Regions from separate parts of the Mus musculus genome. Here region 2 is linked to region 1. The links are chromatin contacts, called in public targeted proximity ligation maps. All regions are on one chromosome and are shown on one strand. The core of a region is the stretch at or near the end of the contact, and the rest is flanking DNA. Distances in the headings are between cores, read along the strand shown.

Region 1 (4,021 bases), core at 586-3,085:
TAATTGTGGCTTCATAAAATGAGTTGGGTAGAGTACCTTCTGTTTCTATTTTGTGGAATAGTTTGTGAAGAACTGGGATTAGATCTTCTCTGAAGGTCTGATAGAACTCTGCACTAAACCCATTTGGTCCTGGGCTTTTTTTGGTTCGGAGGCTATTAATGACTGCTTCTATTTCTTTAGGGGATATAGGACTGTTTAGATCATTAAACTGATCTTGATTTAACTTTGGTACCTGGTATCTATCTAGAAACTTGTCCATTTCATCCAGGTTCTCCAGTTTTGTTGAGTATAGCCTTTTGTAGAATGATCTGATGGTGTTTTGGATTTCTTCAGGATCTGTTTTTATGTTTCCCTTTTCATTTCTGATTTTGTTAATTAGGATGCTTTCCCTGTGCCCTCTAGTGAGTCTGGCTAAGGGTTTGTCTATCTTGTTGATTTTCTCAAAGAACCAGCTCCTCATTTGGTTGATTCTTTGAATAGTTCTTGTTTCCACTTGGTTGATTCCGTCCCTGAGTTTTATTATTTCCTGCTGTCTACTCCTCTTGGGTGAATTTGTTTCCTTCTGTTCTAGAGCTTTTAGGTGTGTTGTCAAGCTGCTAATGTGTGCTCTCTGTAGTTTCTTTCTGGAGGCACTCAGAGGTATGAGCTTTTCTCTTAGAAATGCTTTCATTGTGTCCCATAAGTTTGGGTATGTTGTGGCTTCATTTTCATTAAACTCCAAAAAGTCCTTAATTTCTTTCTTTATTCCTTCCTTGACCAAGGTATCATTGAGAAGAGTATTGTTCAGTTTCCACGTGAATGTTGGCTTTCTATTATTTATTTTGTTATTGAAGATTAGCCTTAGTCCATGGTGATCTGATAGGATGCATGGAACAATTTCAATATTTTTGTATATGTTGAGGCTTGTTTTGTGACCAATTATGTGGTCAGTTTTGGAGAAGGTACCATGAGGTGCTGAGAGGAAGGTATATCCTTTTGTTTTAGGAAAAATTTTCTGTAGATATCTCTTAGATCCATTTGTTTAATAACTTCTGTTAGTTTCACTGTGTCTCTGTTTAGTTTCTGTTTCCATGATCTGCCCATTGGTGAAAGTGGTGTGTTGAAGTCTTGTGAGGATCCGCCCTTGCAATCGCCATTACAAGATGGTGCTGATATCCAGTGTTCTAACTGGTAAACAAGTAGTCTGCGCATGTGCTGTGGTATTTTTCCATTCCTTGTGCCCTGCCTGTCCCGTGGTGTCATCTGGGCTAATGGTGAGCAACCAGTCAGGGTGAAATTCATCTCCAACCGCTCTTGTGGTCTATTTAAGGACCGAGTTTCCTGTGTTCTGGTTCTCCTCCCCAGAAGCTGATTATCTTTTTCTCGAGATGCATTAAAGTTTTGCTGCAGAAGGATCTGAGTGTGTCCTGTGTGTGTGTCCTTGCTGACGAGACTCCTTATCACACAGGGACATCTGGTGCTGAAATCCCAGGAATTCTACAACATTGCCAGCACTGAGGAGAACCCCCCCCCCCCCCCCCGTCGCCCCCGGAGATGGGGCGGATCCAGAACTGCAGTGGAAGGTAAGTTCGGAGAGATATGTCTGACCATGAGCCTGTTGTTCCCTTTGACTTTGGTCTCAATCTAGAAGCACCGTGGGACAGGTTGGTAGAAGCTTTGGTTTTTGTAATCCTGGCGTTTGTTTTCTTTCTCCTGGTGTCTTATTGTGTTTATCGTAGTTAGTGTTAACCTTGAGTTGTGGTCAGTCCTACGTAAACAAGTGGCAGCACTGTCAAGCTCAGTCAGTCCCTCGTAGATAAGAGAGCGGAGTGTGGCACTTTACTTTCACTTCTGCTCCGGGAGCAGACTTCTGCTTTGAGAGCAGACTGCTGCTTCAGGGACGGACTTCTGCTTTTGAAGTGGAGCATGGCACTTTACTTTCACTTTCTGCTTCAGTGTGCCTTAAGTCGGATGTAGATATACCGCAGGCACAATGGGGTCATCACAGTCAGTAGTGGACGCATTGCAAATTGTCCTTAAGCAGAGAGACCTCAAGATTTCCATACGCACTGTACAAAATTTTGTCAAAGAGACTGATTGTGTTGCCCCATGGTATGCTTGTTCAGGTTCCCTGACCACAGCCTCGTGGAATAAACTAGGAAGAGACCTAGATAGAAAATTTGAGGAAGGAGACTTACGCCTAGGCACTAAGGCAATTTGGAAATTAGTAAAGAACTGCTTAGAAGATGAGACCTGCCAACCTGCAGTGGTTGAGGTACAAGAGACGTTAGAGGAGGTTCAGGACAGCATGTCAGAAACCGAACGGAGCGAGAGATTAGGAGCTCGTAAAAAGAAAAAAGACATGTCTAAGGAAAAAGGACCTCCTTGGAAGTTAGAAAAGGGGGGAGTGAAAAAAGGGGAAGGTGAAAACACGCCCCCTACAGGTAAACTTAGTAATATCTATTCCACTTGAGAGCTAGAAGCCCTAGAACTTGATAGCTCAGATTCTGATGATTTAGACCCTAGTGAAGAGGCAGAATTAGAAGAGGAAGCAGCAAGATATGAAGAGGAAAGGTATGGCCCTGATCAAAGAGCACAGCAAAAAGTTAATAAAAGGGGGGGCATACAGCTGTCACCCAAGCCCTCAGCGCCTCCACCATATGAATCAAGATATGGTGCTAGTTCCTTTCTGCCTCAGGAGGAACTAAAAAAGATTCAGATGGCTTTTCCAGTTTTCAGTGCTGGAGATGGTGCAGGACGCATACATGCTCCTGTAAAATATCAACAAATTAAGGAACTTGCCGAATCTGTCTGTAATTATGGAGTCAATGCCAACTTCACCTTAGTATAGGTCGAGAGATTTGCCAATGTAGCAATGACTCTGGCAGACTGGCAAATGACAGTTAAGGCCACTCTACCTAATATGGGACAATACATGGAATGGAAAGCATTGTGGTACGATGCTGCCCAGAATCAGGCAAGAATTAATGCTGTGGCAGAAGATGATAATCAGAGGCAATGGACTTTTGAATTATTAACAGGCCAAGGACAGTATGCTGCCAATCAGACTAATTATCATTGGGGAGCATATGCTCAAATATCAGCGGCTGCCATTAAGGCTTGGAAAGCTCTTACAAGAAAGGGAGAAGCTGGAGGCTACCTTACAAAGATTATCCAGGGCCCCCAGGAGCCGTTCTCAGACTTTGTATTGAGAATGACAGAGGCCGCAGGAAGGGTTTTTGGAGACCCTGAACAGGCCATGCCGTTAATTGAACAGCTCATTTATGAGCAGGCCACACAGGAATGCAGGACTGCAATCACGCCAAGAAAAAACAAGGGATTGCAAGATTGGCTTAGGGTATGTAGAGAACTAGGAGGTCCACTTACTAATGCAGGGCTGGCTGCAGCCATATTACAATCACAAAAGTGCCCCTCTACCAGCAAACAAAGAGCTTGTTTTAACTGTGGAAAGATAGGCCACCTAAAGAAAAACTGCCCCCTCCCAGAGCGGGCCCGGGTGGCTACTCTTTGCTCTCGTTGTGGAAAGGGTTATCACAAAGCTAGTGAATGCCGCTCAATTCGTGATATGAAGGGGAGGCTCCTGCCCCCAATCAGTGAATCTGACAACCGCCTACCAAAAAAATGGGGTTGTGGGCCCCCGATCCCAGGGCCCTCACAAATATGGGAATTGGTTTATCAAAAGCCAGAGCAACTTAGAGAAAATGAACCCTGAGGAATCGCATCAGTGGAACTGCGTTCCACCACCGACTTCCTACTCATGCCACAAATGAATGTTCAGCCTATTCCAGTTGAGGCCCGGGAACCCTTACCTTCAGGAACAGTGGGCCTGATAATAGGGCGAGGATCGCTGACTATGCAAGGACTTATAGTTTATCCTGGAACAGTAGATCATCACCATTTACAAGAAATCCAGGTCCTTTGCTCCTGCCCTCAAGGAATTTTCTCCATTACATCGGGAGATAGAATTGCACAAATGATCCTATTGCCCACAGGGAGAGAGGAAAGAACAGAAACACATGGA
Region 2 (3,956 bases), core at 984-3,483, 200 kb before region 1:
CGGGGAGATACTGTGTTACCTTAAATTTTACTTACTTTGTGGAGGGCAGTGCGCATGTGTGGAGGGCAGTGCGCATGTGTGGAGGGCAGAAGACAGCTCCTGGGAATCAGTTCTCCTTTCACTGATCTTCACTGATCACTGAGGAGTGAGCTCAGGTTTGCTGGCTAGGCACCTTCACCAGAGGAACATCTTTTTTCTCTTTTTGGTCTTTTTTTTTTTAAAGATTTATTTATTCATTATATGTAAGTACACTGTAGCTGTCTTCAGACGCTCTCGTTAATGGATGGTTGTGAGCCACCATGTGGTTGCTGGGATTTGAACTCCGGACCTTCAGAAGAGCAGTAGGGTGCTCTTACCCACTGAGCCATCTCACCAGCCCTTTGGTTTGGTTTTTTGAGACAGGGTTTCTCTGTGTAGCCATGGCTGTCCTGGAACTCACTCTGTAGACCAGGCTGGCCTCGAACTCAGAGATCCACCTGCCTCTGCCTCCCGAGTGCTGGGATCAAAGGTGTGCGCCACCACGCCCGGCTCCAGATGAACATCTGGTTGGTTTGATCCATCTTGTTTTCAGTTTGGTTGATTGAAACACCATGTTTCTAATGAGCATTTCATCAAACCCTTTCAAGGAGTGCTTCTGCTTCACAGTCCACAAACCTTGAGCTTTCACGCTGTGTATAAACTCTGCATTGGACTTTTCTTATCTGTCATGCCCAGGGCAAGGTAGGACTCTTATCAACTATGAACACTAGCATGACCCTTAGCCTCTTCCCTCTTCCTAGGAGCTGGTGTATAGACTTTTCTCTAGTGAGGCCGGGGAGGACTTTGGGAATTCAAAAGGACAGTGGCAGGTGATGAGACTTTTCATATCCCTTCCTCTCTACTGTTCTGGCCTTGGCTTCTGCTTTCTTCCAAATACATAGCAATCTTGGCTGCCGGCCTACGTGGGGAGAGGGAGAAAGGACCTGTTGTTTCCTTCCGATTCTCTCTGAAAATAACCTAATTGGAACACAAAGTTCCTGAAATTGTTGGCACCTCCTAGAGTTGATGTTCACTTTTCACTTGTCCCTGCTGCTAACCCAGTCTGCCCCATTTACCCTTCCTCTTGCCAAGGACCTCTGCCGGGGGAATTTGAGAAACTTTCAAAGTGTGAGGGAACTAAGCTGGTTCCAGGGCCTAGCATAGTCAACTGATGTAGCCCGGCACACTAGAGGGTTTGAGAGTTATTGCAAGGTGGTTAAGAGTTAGAACAGGGGCTGGAGAGATGGCTCAGCAGTTAAGAGCACTCACTGCTCTTTCAAAGGTCCCGAGTTCAATTCCCAGGAACCACATGGTGGCTCACAACCATCTGTAACGAGTTCTGACGCCCTCTTCTGGTACATCTGAAGACAGCTACAGTGTAGTCACATATAATAAGTGAGTAAATAGTTCTTCTGGTGCATCTGAAGACAGCTACAGTGTAGTCACATATAATAAGTGAGTAAATAGTTAAAAAATAGTAAATAGTTAAAAAAAAAAGAAAAAAAGAGTTAGAACAGCTTGTATATTAAAAGGGTAGGTGCCTCAATACCTTCGGAATGTTTATTACAGCCCCATTAATCTCTTCTGGATGCCTGATTCCCAGTAATCCAACATTCTTGCTAGTAACTAGGGTAAGATAATAAGGGTAGTGACCACTTCAATTCTGCAGTTGAATTTTAAAATCAAGAAGAACGGATTAGAGTTGATCCTATGCAGTTGATGAAGCAAAGGATTGGAGTGGGTGCCCAGTAAATAGTTGCTGCCTGAGGAATTAAATTCAAGGAGTCTTGAAAGGTGAGTACGTGTAAGCCCCGAGGAGAATCCAGGAACTCAGCTAAGTCCGGAGTATGAGAAGATGTACGTAAAGCAGAAGTGAGATGTAGTGCCAAGGTCTGTGTGAAGTTGGGGAGATCAGCCTGAGCCGTGCTTGGGGCGAAGGGATCACGATGTGGATGGAGACTGGTGTCATCTTGTGGAGAGAAAAGAGGCCTCGCAGGGTAAGGGGCCGGAAGGTCGGAGGAGGGGCTTTGAAACCTGGTCAAGACAAATTCACGTTTGTTATTCTAAGGGTTTCTGACCACAAGCTCCCCTTCCCAGACTCTTGCAGGAATAAGCGTTAGGGATAGACGGGAGTATTCAGCGAGGCTGGAGGTGCGAAAAGACTTCTCTGCATCTCTTTAAGAGGCGGACCGGGGCGGAGTCCTGGGTCACTTCCCCGCCGCCACACCCGCCCAGCGGCAGAAGCAGTTAGGAAGCTCTGCTAGCCTCACGGCCACGGGACGCCTCTCTGAACGGGGATCCAGGCAGGATTAGAGCTGCCTCACTGACTACAGGCCGTGTCGTGTCACCGTTTCTGCAGGCACCATGAGCCAGGACACCGAAGTGGACATGAAAGATGTGGAGCTGAACGAGCTAGAACCGGAGAAGCAGCCCATGAATGCAGCGGACGGGGCGGCGGCCGGGGAGAAGAACGGTCTGGTGAAGATCAAGGTGGCGGAGGACGAGACGGAGGCCGGGGTCAAGTTCACCGGCTTATCCAAGGAGGAGCTACTGAAGGTAGCGGGCAGCCCTGGCTGGGTGCGCACCCGCTGGGCGCTGCTGCTGCTCTTCTGGCTCGGTTGGCTGGGCATGCTGGCGGGCGCCGTGGTTATCATCGTTCGGGCGCCGCGCTGCCGTGAGCTGCCTGTACAGAGGTGGTGGCACAAGGGCGCCCTCTACCGCATCGGCGACCTTCAGGCCTTTGTAGGCCGGGATGCGGGAGGCATAGCTGGTGAGTAGGGTGTGCACCCTCATCCCTTGCCCCCATGAATCCCTCGTTTAATCGGGCATTCTGCTGCTTTTTTCCTTCCTCCTCGTCTTCTCTAGAACGCTGGTGATTCTTTACTGCAACCTATTTTTTTTGGGACGACTCCCTGGCAAAAATCCCCCCCCCTTTCTTTAAAAAAAAAAAAAAAAAAACGCTAGCCGGACCCCTACTTCTTCCTAAGGGTGCCTGACTCAGCACATCATCTTTCTCCTCTCCCCTCCCCCAACCACGCGGCCCTGAGCCAGTTCAAACCAGTTTCTGAAGTAATGTGTGAGACTCCTTGCGTCAGCTACTTTGTCTCATGATCCAACCCGCGTCAGAGGGAGTCGGGAAGTGGTGGAGAGAATGTGGAGGCTGGAGGCTTTTCATGCCCTATTGGTTAACCCAACCCTCTCCTCCTAGGTCTGAAGAGCCATCTGGAGTACTTGAGCACCCTGAAGGTGAAGGGCCTGGTGTTAGGCCCAATTCACAAGAACCAGAAGGATGAAATCAATGAAACCGACCTGAAACAGATTAATCCCACTTTGGGCTCCCAGGAAGATTTTAAAGACCTTCTACAAAGTGCCAAGAAAAAGAGTAGGTCTTTCTAAGGAACTAGAAAGGGTTTGGCATTCTGGCCCAGAAACAGGATAGAGTTTTTGTCTGATTTTTCTCCTAACTGGCTCAGTTTTTTTGTGTCAGGCACAAGGGGGAATATGTTATGATTTACACTAAAAAATGTGCTTCATGCGTGAGCGTAATTTTTATGTATTTATTTTGGTTTTGGTTCTCAGGTAGGGTCTCACCATGTAATTGGTTGGCCTGTACCTGACTACCATGACCAGGCCGGATGAGAGTTTACAGAGCTCCCCTGGTCCCGAGTGCTAGACTTAAGTGTGTCACCATGGCTCGATAAAATAAATGGCTTTTAAATGTATAAAGTAGATCCTATATATAGAAGAGATTCAAATGCTGCTTTAGAGTTCACTATAGAGGGCTGACAACGTAGCTCAGTTTGTAAGAGTGCTTGTCTAGGATCCATGAAGACCTGAGTTTGATTCCTCAGCACAACACAAGCAGCATGTGCCTATAACCCCACACTTGGGAAGGAGATGTAGGGGCTTATTTATCCTCAGGCAGCCCGCCCACATAC

What was found.
Region 2: a targeted proximity ligation map of effector CD8 T cells shows a contact between it and region 1, with 22 read pairs. A contact is called at or near these places in 1 of 39 promoter capture datasets (the C10 cell line) and 4 of 130 datasets of targeted methods (the 230-238 cell line, effector CD8 T cells, large pre-B cells and 1 more).

Annotation. Positions count from the first base shown.
Region 1 is chr19:8,516,300-8,520,320 of GRCm38.p6, reverse strand. No RefSeq gene overlaps it. Among named protein-coding and RNA genes, the nearest start is that of Slc22a8, 75 kb to the left of the region's middle.
Region 2 is chr19:8,712,174-8,716,129 of GRCm38.p6, reverse strand. It overlaps Slc3a2 (solute carrier family 3 (activators of dibasic and neutral amino acid transport), member 2), which reads left to right and starts at 2,233. Exons shown (of 9, transcript NM_008577.4): 1 at 2,233-2,788; 2 at 3,227-3,400. The coding sequence starts at 2,383.